3 separate regions of the Mus musculus genome follow, and regions 2 and 3 are each linked to region 1. A link is a contact called in public Hi-C and HiChIP or PLAC-seq data. All regions are on one chromosome and are shown on one strand. The core of a region is the stretch at or near the end of the contact, and the rest is flanking DNA. Distances in the headings are between cores, read along the strand shown.

Region 1 (3,129 bases), core at 303-2,802:
GCACATACCTTGTTTCTGGGTTGCACCTTCCTGAAGAGCAAATACAGCAAGTAGAAGTTGCCAACGCTGAAGAGAAGATTGACAAATCTGAGCACCCCAATGGAGCAGATCACATGCTCAGACCATCCAAGGAGCCAGCTGGCAGGTTTGACCACACCGACCGACACCAGATACAGGCCAGGTAATGTAGTGATCATAGGATCCCACTTAGAAAGAAAAGACCACCAGTCAAGCACAGCAAGAGTTATCCCATTGATATAAAATGCCAAAAAAAGATAAATAAATAAATAATCAAGTTTCATTTGTCCTAATAATGAAGAACTTGGAGAGGATCGTCTATGACATAATTAATAAATCCTGGCAGACTAGACATCTCTTAAGTTTTATTTTTAAGATGTAGTGTGTGTGCCATGCACCTGAGTATACTTATTTGCAACATCTGCATGCAGGTACCCGAGGAAGCCAGAAGGTGGCACTGGATCCTCTGGACCTAGAGTCACAGATGGTTGTGAGCAGCTCACTGTGGTAGAAAGAAGTCTGGTAGCCTTCTCCAGGACAACAGCAAGAGCTCTCAACCACTGAGCTACCACCCCAGCCCCATTTTAAGAACGTTTTGCTCCCTGTCTCAAATCTGTCTGCCATTATTAAGGTGACAACAACCAACAGACAGTAAGTTATTCATTTCTACTTCCTAAGGCTTGCTCTTTAGAAAATGCATATTCTGCGACTAAATTGTCCAGGTCCCAATTTTACAAACTACCAGGCAAACAATAATGAGAACTCTGGTGGATCTTAAGATTCTTTGCACTGTGCATATTTCTGTAGTCAGATATGTATTTTTTTAAATGATGCAATCTGACTAGTTGCCAATTTAATCCAGACAACAGTAAGTTTCTACGACCAAGAATGAAGTTAGAATAAAACTATCAACTTTTGGGGGGCCCTAAGATCCTCCACTCCGCGTTCAAAATACCGGGTGGAAAACCTCATAGGTTAAGCTTTAGGTAGTTTTTAATGCATGTTCAAGGGAGCACCTGCATGTCTCTAGTGCTAGGGCTTAGTTAGACAAATCGGTCAACTGCCAAGAGGAGCTATCATCTTTATGCATTCACCTAACAAATATGCCATAATCTCGAGGCTAGGTACAGTCACTAGGCAGCTCCCTTCACGGTTTAAGTCTGGGAGGGCTGACGGGGAGAGGAAAGGCACAGGTTGGGAGGATCCGTCCCGGGGGCAGGGCCAGCAGAGACCAACCTGCGACAGGGAGAAGCGGCCCTCGCAGTACCGCTGCGCCTGCGGCAGGTGGAAGATCTCGTCCATGTACGGCTCCCGCAGAGCGCGGCTGAAGGCGGAGAAGAGCAGGCAGGACACCAGGAAGGTGCAGCTCAAGGCGGCCGAGAAGTAATAGCCCTCCAGCTGCGCCATGGCGGGCGGGCGGGCGGGCGGGCAGCCGCGTCCCGGGCCCAGCCCTGGGCAGCCCGGAGCGCCGAGCCCGGAACGCGGGCTCAGAGGCCCAGCGCTGCGGGACGAGGGACAGCAGGGAACAGGACGCAACGCAATGGATGCTGGGAGAGCGTCGGACGGAAGCGTGGGGGGGGGGGGGGTCACCGGTTCCGGAGTGGAGCATTTATGCAACGACGGGACGGTTTCTCTGTCAATCACTGCTCGCAGCTCTCAGAGTGGCCAGAGGCTGAGGGAGGGGCGGGTCTGGGCTCGGGCGCGGGAGCTGTTGTAGGTGATGCTGCCGCCGCCGCTAGGCTCTGGAAAAGAAGGGTGTCTTGTGTTGTCTGTTGCTCTCCAGAAGGCGATGAGTGGTCCCAGCTTTCTAACCTCCAAGCTCCCAAACTGCATTCGTTTGCGGTTATCCCTGTTCTCCATTGCCAGTGAGATGAGACGCTAAAACCATCATTACAATGCTTTTCCTCTCATCGTCTCTGGCTGATAATGAAGGTTGATGCTTTTTAGATGGAAACATACAACCAGCCCTTCGCTTCAGGGCGACTTTCCCTTTTGAAGAATCTATTCGTTTACAGGGCAATATTTTCCTGGTGCCTGGTGAGGAGTTGGGGCATTTGTAGGTGAGGAACACTCCTCCGTGAATATAATTTTAGTTGCTATTGCCGTGAGTGGTGGCTCACACTTGTACTGGCCCCATTTGAGAGGCTGAGGCAGGAGGATTGTTCCCAGTTCTAGATCAGCCTGGGACACTGTAAATGTCGTCCTTAAAAATAGGTAATAAATAGTCATTAATATCTGTCTCTGTTGGAGTACGTTTCCCTTATGCATCTTAATGTGTGGTGCGATGGAGTATTTATGTGTGTAGTCTCAAAAAGTGCTCACATGTATGAAGTTGAGGGCTACGGAGACTTCAGATAACCCCTTTATTGTGAGATTGGAATTGAGACTGACGGTGGAAGATATTTGAAGAAAGCTGAAGACAAAGTATGTTTTCAGCATGGTTGGTGATGCTTTGTAGGAAAAGCTTCTGGAAAATTCGGGTTGATTTTGCCAGCAGCACATCATATAGCAGCTGAGATTGCTTTTAAATTGTCAACCTTGGAATCAAAAGAAACTGGGTATTCTACTAGTTCTCCTCGACTATTAGAAATAACCAGAATTAAATTACGTTAGGATTCATGATGACGTTTCTTAACTCCCTCCACCCTTTACATCCTCTTTGATTACAGAGAACACGTTACACTTACCAATTTGAGACCATTCCCAGATAATTTAGTCTACAATTGACCTCAGGCCCAGTGGGCTTGCTCAATCATGGCCAGTGCATACCATAGAAGCTTCTGGCCCTTGCTAGATATGATGGATAAAGGGAAGAGCACAAGGCTGCCTTCCTATGCTAGACATTCTCGTCAGAATAATTGCCACTAAGAACTTGGTTGGACATCCAACTCCTTTTATATGTGCTCCCTACTCTCCTTAGTTAACTGAAACGTTTCAAAATTTAAAAATGTAAGGTTTCAGAACTGCCAGGTACCTTTTCTATTAATTTAAGCTTTTTTTTTTTTTTTTTTTTTTTGTGGAACAAGATGAAGATAGTAATATACCTAAAATTATGTAGAAGATGGCTGTTTACTGGGAGTTGTAACTATAGTCTTATGGTTTATAATTTCT
Region 2 (3,129 bases), core at 365-2,864, 110 kb after region 1:
TGTATTTACATCTGTAAACACACACACACACACACACACACACACACACACACACCCACACACACACACCGTTTCAATTTCATTTGTACATATGATGGAAGCCAAGATTATCTTTGTTTACCACTCTGATTTTGAGCTATACTATACTATGTTATTGTGGCAACGAGTTTACAGTTTCCTCTGCTATTGTGTCTCCCACTTTCTCATTCTTCCTCTGAATGTATAATTTTCGTGTAGGCAGGAAGAGTCTGCTGAAATAAATAAAAAAAAAAAAACCTCACAGTATAATTTATTGGCTGAGATAATTTATATACCAAAGAACACAAATGTGTGACAGCTACAAATGGCTGTCCTCCCTGCTTGCCTTTGGGACATAAGATGTGGCAATATGAAAGAGCCTACATTTTACCCTTTCTTACCTGTCATAGAGCTCTGAGAACAGCATCCTTACAGAGCACAGGCTTTACTCCAATAATGGTTTCAACGAGGGATGTCCCCACAGTCTCGGGCACTGGAACAGCTAGTCCCGAGCTGATGGCACTGTTTGGGGGTAGGGGGGAGATTAGCTGGTGCAGCCTTTCTGGAGGAAGTATGTTACTGAAGATGGAATCCTTTCTTCATGCTTACAGCTGAGGATGTGAGTTCAAAGCCTCAAGCTCCAGCCTCTATGCCATTGCTATCCCATGCCATCTGTCTCTGTCACAGTGGTCCCTAACTGTCTGGGACAATGAGGCAAATAATTTTCCTTCTGTGAATTTCCCTGGTGTACTTGTTTCAATAAAATGGTCCCCACAGACCCATAGGGAGTAGCACCGTTGGGAGGTGTGGCTCTGTTGGAGTAGGTGTCGCTTTCATCTAGGAAGTGTGTCATTGCTGATGGAATTAGAAGTTTCAGATTCTCAACCAGGACCCAGTCTCTCTCTCTCTCTCTCTCTCTCTCTCTCTCTCTCTCTCTCTCTCTCTCTCTCTCTCTCTCCCTCCCTCCCTCCCTCCCTCCCTCCCTTCCTCTCACCCTTTTGCTTGCAGTTCCTGATGTAGAACTCTCAGCTACCCATCCAGCACCATGTCTATATGCATGACATTACGCTTCTCACCATGTTAATAATGGACTAAACCACAGAACCTATAAGCCAGTCTTAGTTAATTGTTTTCCTTTATAAGAGTTGTTGTGGTCATGGTGTCTTTTCAAGGCATAAGAAATCCGAACTTAGGTGCCTGGTCATGGTGTTTTATAACTGGAACAAAATAATGGTTATGGATGTGATCATTTGCTCTAAGTTCCTGTTGCCTTCACTTCCTTGACACGATGAGCTGTTCTTAGAACCAAACACCAGAACAGACACTTTCTCCCTTAATTGGTTGTGTCAGGGTGTTTTATCATCAAAGCAGGAAAAGGATCCAAGACAATATGAAGTGCTCAGTGTTTGAGAAATATGCACTGCTACACATTGTTGACGCCAAGATCCCCAGCCATTCTTCCCACCCTAGGATTTCTTCCTTGCTGACTAACTTTCTCTTAGGGAAGCTAAAAATATTGAACAATTGCCTATCTAGCTTTTCATTGTATCAGGAAATGTGACTCACTTCTGGCCACAGGGATCTAAAAGGGAGTCTGACTCAGCAGCGGAACACAGACAGAGACTTCCTCTACCCCTGGACACTGTTCCTCTGCCCTCTGCACACTATGTGGAAACCACTTTTTGGCATTAAATTGATGATTGGGCCAAGGTAAGTGATGCTGAATCCAGAGAGTCTACCACTCTGCAGACTGCTGGGTGGGGCCTGAAGTGTGGATCATTCCTGGGGTTAAAGGGGGATTTTGGGTTTTACCAGGTGAAAAGCAGAGAAGGTAAGATTGGAGGTCTGGATCAGAGACCTATTTCATTAGAATCAAGAGTATTCATTTTCTGTCTGCTTTAATACCCATGCGCTCAGTGTGTAATTGGATAAGTTTTGGACTCATGATGCCTTTATCACAATTATGATATATAAGCCCCTCATCATCCCCAAATATCTATTACTGCTATTCTCTTTGTTCTTTTAGTTTTCACTCTGACCACACTTCACCACCTAGATTCTAGTGGTTCTCAACCTTCCTAAGTCTGAGACCCTTTAATACAGTTCCTCAAGTTGTGGTGACCCCCCACCCAACAGTAACATTATTTTCTTTGCTACTTCATAACTGTAAATTTTCTACTGCTATGAACAGTGATGAAAATATCTGATTCGCAGGATATCTGATATGTGACCTCTGGGAAAAGGTCATTTGATTCCCCCTCCCCCCACCCCACCAGAAGGTTTGGGACCCACAGGTTGAGAACCACTGGCCTAGAGGGTGTTTTAAGCTAAATATTAAGTTCAAAATATACCGTGTGTTAAGACGCTGATGATAAAAACAATAGAATGGAAAAGATATTAGAAACACAAATCAAATTTGGACCAACAAAAACAAGACATGTATCTATGAGATAAACAGCATGCCCAATGAGGAGGCTGGAAGAGGCTTGGTCCTGCAATGGAAGAGGCTCTGCCTTACATTCGGGGGAAAGTTATAAATTGGACAAAACCTGTTACTTCACCGATGACACTGTAACAAGTGTGAGTTTGATGGTTATGTTTCTGAAATGTTAAAACATAAAGTTGCGTAGACTTTTTATAAAAAAATAAAAAATAATCTGCTCCTCCTCATTACACATTTGCATACAGATGAGGATGGCCTTGCTGTCCCTCCTGGCTGCTGACATTTAGACAAAGCTCGTTTTGCCTTGAGGCCTGTGGTCTGATTCTCCTCCTCAGGGGGATCAGGGTCCATAGCTCAACCATGAAGAAATGAAATGATCCATCTTTCAAGATAACATGGTTGTGAATACATAAAAATCCTAAGACTGTTACCAACATGCTATTAAAACTAATAGACAAATTCAGCAAGGTTGCAAGGCATAAAGCCGGCATCTTTCTATATACTAGCCAAATGGTTGAAAAACCGAGACTACTGCCTCGTTTACCATAGTCACAGAAACAGTACACTGAGAAGCGGGCTTAACTTGGAAGTAAAGATTTATACATTGAAAATCATGAAACCCGAATGGAAGAAATGGAACAAAGTTTGCACAAAATGAAAACATGTCT
Region 3 (3,129 bases), core at 309-2,808, 76 kb after region 1:
CCCTCTACTCTAATGTTTAGGGTAGAGCTGCATACAGTTAGTAGGGAGAATGAGTGGATAGAGTTACATACAGTTAATAGCAAGAACAACTGGATACTCAGGTGAGTCAGGTGGGTTCTTGGTGAATTATCCTCCCCACTCCTACCTTGATAGAATTGCCTAACATCAACAAGCCCTGCTGTGAAGATGTTTTGTTAGCAGAGAGAGCTGAGCTCATGAAGAGAGTGGCTGTTTGGCTCAAAGGATGGTCCTGCACAACACAAGTCATTCCTTGGGCTCTTACATTCTTCCTACCCTTGATCTTCTGCAATAGTCTGTGAGCCTTCCAGGGGGCTGGATCCAGCTGCTTTGTCCCACCCAGGATCAAGGTAGGAATGAAGCCTTGCTTTCCACCGCTTTATCTGGTGTTCAGGCTGATTTCCTAGGTGCAAGAGGCTTTTGTTTGACACAGTAGCTGTAGGCACAGTTGGTGTTTTCCCATCCACCACCACTGGCTGCTGGGGGAGGCTGTGGTTGGGAAAAACACTTCCATCTCTAGCGTATCTTCCGCAGGAGATAAATGGATAACTGTACTCTGTTTAGTCTAAGGAGATAATTACTTACTTCTGGGATAGTCTTGAGTTTCGGCATCTGCCCTGTATTATCAACAATGCCTTCTGTGAATGGCTCTTCAAGCCTTTAACGCCTTCCAGAAATTCATTAGCAGATTTTTCGGATTTCCGTTGGATTTTTGGTTTTTGTTTGTTTGTTTTGCCTTAGGAACATAGATTTGTCACAAATCTTGCCATATAGACAGTTTAGTAACTCAGATAGATCTCTTCCTTTGCTTTGCTTTTTCTGTGGACAGCTCTCCAACTTTATGGTTAGAGTTTATATTTAGATCTAAGTCACTTAGCACTGCCAAAGCCTTTCCTACTTTATAAAAATCTTACCCCCACAGAAAATGGCTCATAAAAGGCACTAGCGCTCCATTACAATCTCAGGGTCTTTGGTGAATCCAACTTTCTTAAACTCTGGTGTTACAGTCTAGGGGTCTTAGTGGGGTTTGTTTTCTCTGCCAGATAAAGGATTAAAAGGCAGGGGAAATCTCAAGCTGGACAGAGAGCAGTAGAAAACTCTCAAACCCAGCAAACAAGAATCAGCAATAAACATCTTTATTCAAAGAATAAAGATCTTTGAATAAAGATGTTTATTGGAAGTGAGGAAACACATATATAGAGAAGGCAGAGAGAGAGAGAGAGAGAGAGAGAGAGAGAGAGAGAGAGAGAGAGAGAGAGAGAGAGACCCTCCACAAATGAGAGAGGAGCTTGGGAAGCCAAACCCTAGTCTCTTCTCAAAAAAGTCCAGGCTGTGATTTTTGAGTTTCTGAAGTGTCTTCCTCTCTAAATTCAGAGTTGGTGAACTTGAATTGTTATGGGAATATCTTCTTGAACTCACTGAACTGGTGCATCAGCAGGGGGTCTATTGTCAGAAGAAAAATCCCATAAGGCCTTTGTTTTGCAGTGCCAGGCTTTTGTCTCAGGTCAGTAAGGAAGAAGCCAGCCATCTTGGAAGTTATCTGCCTTTATTACCTAGTCATGACCCCTTCCTCCTATCTGAGGCTATCTGTCTAATCCTAGTCCCTCAGTGCCAGTGAGTGTCTGCTACATCCAAGGTAGGGCTAAATCTGCTTGGACAAAAGGCTGAAGGTTCAGGACTCAGAATGCAAATGATGGGAACAACTTTCTCATACTCCCTTTAAATCGAGAGCAGTGTTTTATACATTGGCAATGATCTGGTTTAAAACCGGAATTATTTAAATGTCTGAATAACTAAAGGGTGTCATTTCTTCTTAGAAGAGGTAATGCAAAATTCTCATGGGTGGTGAGTATGCCAACAACACTTAGTACTTACTAAAGTCAAAGACACCTTGTTGGACAATCCTGTTGGGAAAGATGGATGGAGGAAGGAACCCTCCTACAATGTAATTATAGTTTCAAAGAAGTAAGGACTTGTTTTCATGCCCCAGACTTTTTAATCATAAATGATTTTTTCTTTTTTTTTCTTTTAGTAAAAGATTATTATTCTGACTGTTGAGATACGTATTTGCCACTCTTAGCAGACATTAGACAATTGTATTTATAAGTTTGACAAGAGGTTTTAGAAACTGGTTTGAGAATCTATAATTGGCAAATGTAATTCATTTTTTTTTTCTGGCTCCTCTTTCCTTTTCATAATAAGATTTTTTTTCCCTGTAAATAACTTCCTTAACTGTGTTTTGCCTTTCTTAGTCAGTGCTGTCACTGTGACCCAACCTCCTGTTAGGTGGAGAGGCCCTGGGGTCAGGCAATATTCACACCAGCCAGGGTCCCATTGTTATTTCTTTCCCTGCTGTTAGTCAAGGCTGGAAATAAAGAGAAAGGGCAATTACACCTGCACATAGACAGAGAAGGCATATTTCAGTGATACAGGGAGGAAGTTAAATTAATAAAGCTAAAACTTTAGAAAAATAGAAAAGAACTTTAAAGGCAAAAACATTTCATTCGAAAAATGTTTCTTTTTCTTTCTCCCTGCCCACTTTCCTTTTCTCTCTCTTCCGTACTCTCTCTCTTTCTCTCCCCTGCTTCTTCCCTCTGTCAGGTTTTACAATTTTTTTCTTGTTTCCTAAGGAAAACCATCCTATACTCGTTCTGTACCACCTCATCTATAACTGCATTCACTCAAACAGAGAGCGGTGTAGCCGGGTTTATGATTATGATGTATAGCTTTCTGTTGTTATTGGCGATGCTGCGAACAAGAAACTCTCTTGTTTCTTGTGTGAAGAAAAACTCCCTAACAAAGCTATATCTGCAGAAACTGATTAGGCGTCCAATCAGGTGAAGAGACTGGGTGGAGTGTTCGGTTCCGGAGGCTAATCACCTTATCTTGGGCTAGTTCTTGCCCTCGGAAACGCCATTCCTTACCCAACTCTGTGTTGACTATGAGGCCGTCTTATAATCTATTTAGCAGACCACTAGCATCTACCAATCTAAACACTGAGAGCACCATAAAGAGCATTGTGAAACTACAGAAAAGCCTCTCCCATCTCTCTGTACCCACCCTCCCTGATGTACCCACCAACTGTTTGAATTTCCTTGACCTGTGGTTTTT

Evidence for each region. A called contact is a pair of places that touch in the nucleus more often than the background predicts. HiChIP or PLAC-seq counts read pairs in DNA pulled down with a chosen protein or histone mark.
Region 2: an H3K4me3 HiChIP or PLAC-seq map of bone marrow-derived macrophages shows a contact between it and region 1, with 2.6 times the contacts expected there. The contact joins the enhancer-like site here to the promoter of Alg10b in region 1. A contact is called at or near these places in 7 of 39 promoter capture datasets (cranial neural crest, embryonic stem cells, hippocampal neurons and 2 more), 28 of 484 Hi-C or Micro-C datasets (bone marrow-derived macrophages, cerebral cortex, cortical neurons and 3 more), 3 of 115 datasets of contacts at active chromatin or transcription factors (bone marrow-derived macrophages, embryonic stem cells and stem cell-derived neural progenitor cells) and 1 of 9 other capture datasets (macrophages).
Region 3: a contact with region 1 is called in a Hi-C map of embryonic stem cells, with 3 times the contacts expected there. The contact joins the enhancer-like site here to the promoter of Alg10b in region 1. A contact is called at or near these places in 2 of 484 Hi-C or Micro-C datasets (both in embryonic stem cells), 3 of 115 datasets of contacts at active chromatin or transcription factors (bone marrow-derived macrophages and embryonic stem cells) and 2 of 9 other capture datasets (adipose tissue and embryonic stem cells).

The regions. Positions count from the first base shown.
Region 1 is chr15:90,222,734-90,225,862 of GRCm38.p6, reverse strand. It overlaps Alg10b (asparagine-linked glycosylation 10B (alpha-1,2-glucosyltransferase)), which reads right to left and starts at 1,552. Exons shown (of 3, transcript NM_001033441.3): 1 at 1,255-1,552; 2 at 9-206. The coding sequence starts at 1,425. It overlaps Mir7648 (microRNA 7648), which reads right to left and starts at 1,503; the gene lies at 1,451-1,503.
Region 2 is chr15:90,108,111-90,111,239 of GRCm38.p6, reverse strand. No RefSeq gene overlaps it. Among named protein-coding and RNA genes, the nearest start is that of Gm24415, 55 kb to the right of the region's middle. Within about 2 kb of position 1,614, at least 13 of the 459 cell types and tissues checked have an H3K27ac peak or open chromatin away from gene starts, as enhancers often do. A contact at or near this core is called in bone marrow-derived macrophages and trophoblast stem cells, where this site is marked.
Region 3 is chr15:90,147,205-90,150,333 of GRCm38.p6, reverse strand. No RefSeq gene overlaps it. Among named protein-coding and RNA genes, the nearest start is that of Alg10b, 76 kb to the left of the region's middle. Within about 2 kb of position 1,558, at least 5 of the 459 cell types and tissues checked have an H3K27ac peak or open chromatin away from gene starts, as enhancers often do. A contact at or near this core is called in embryonic stem cells, where this site is marked.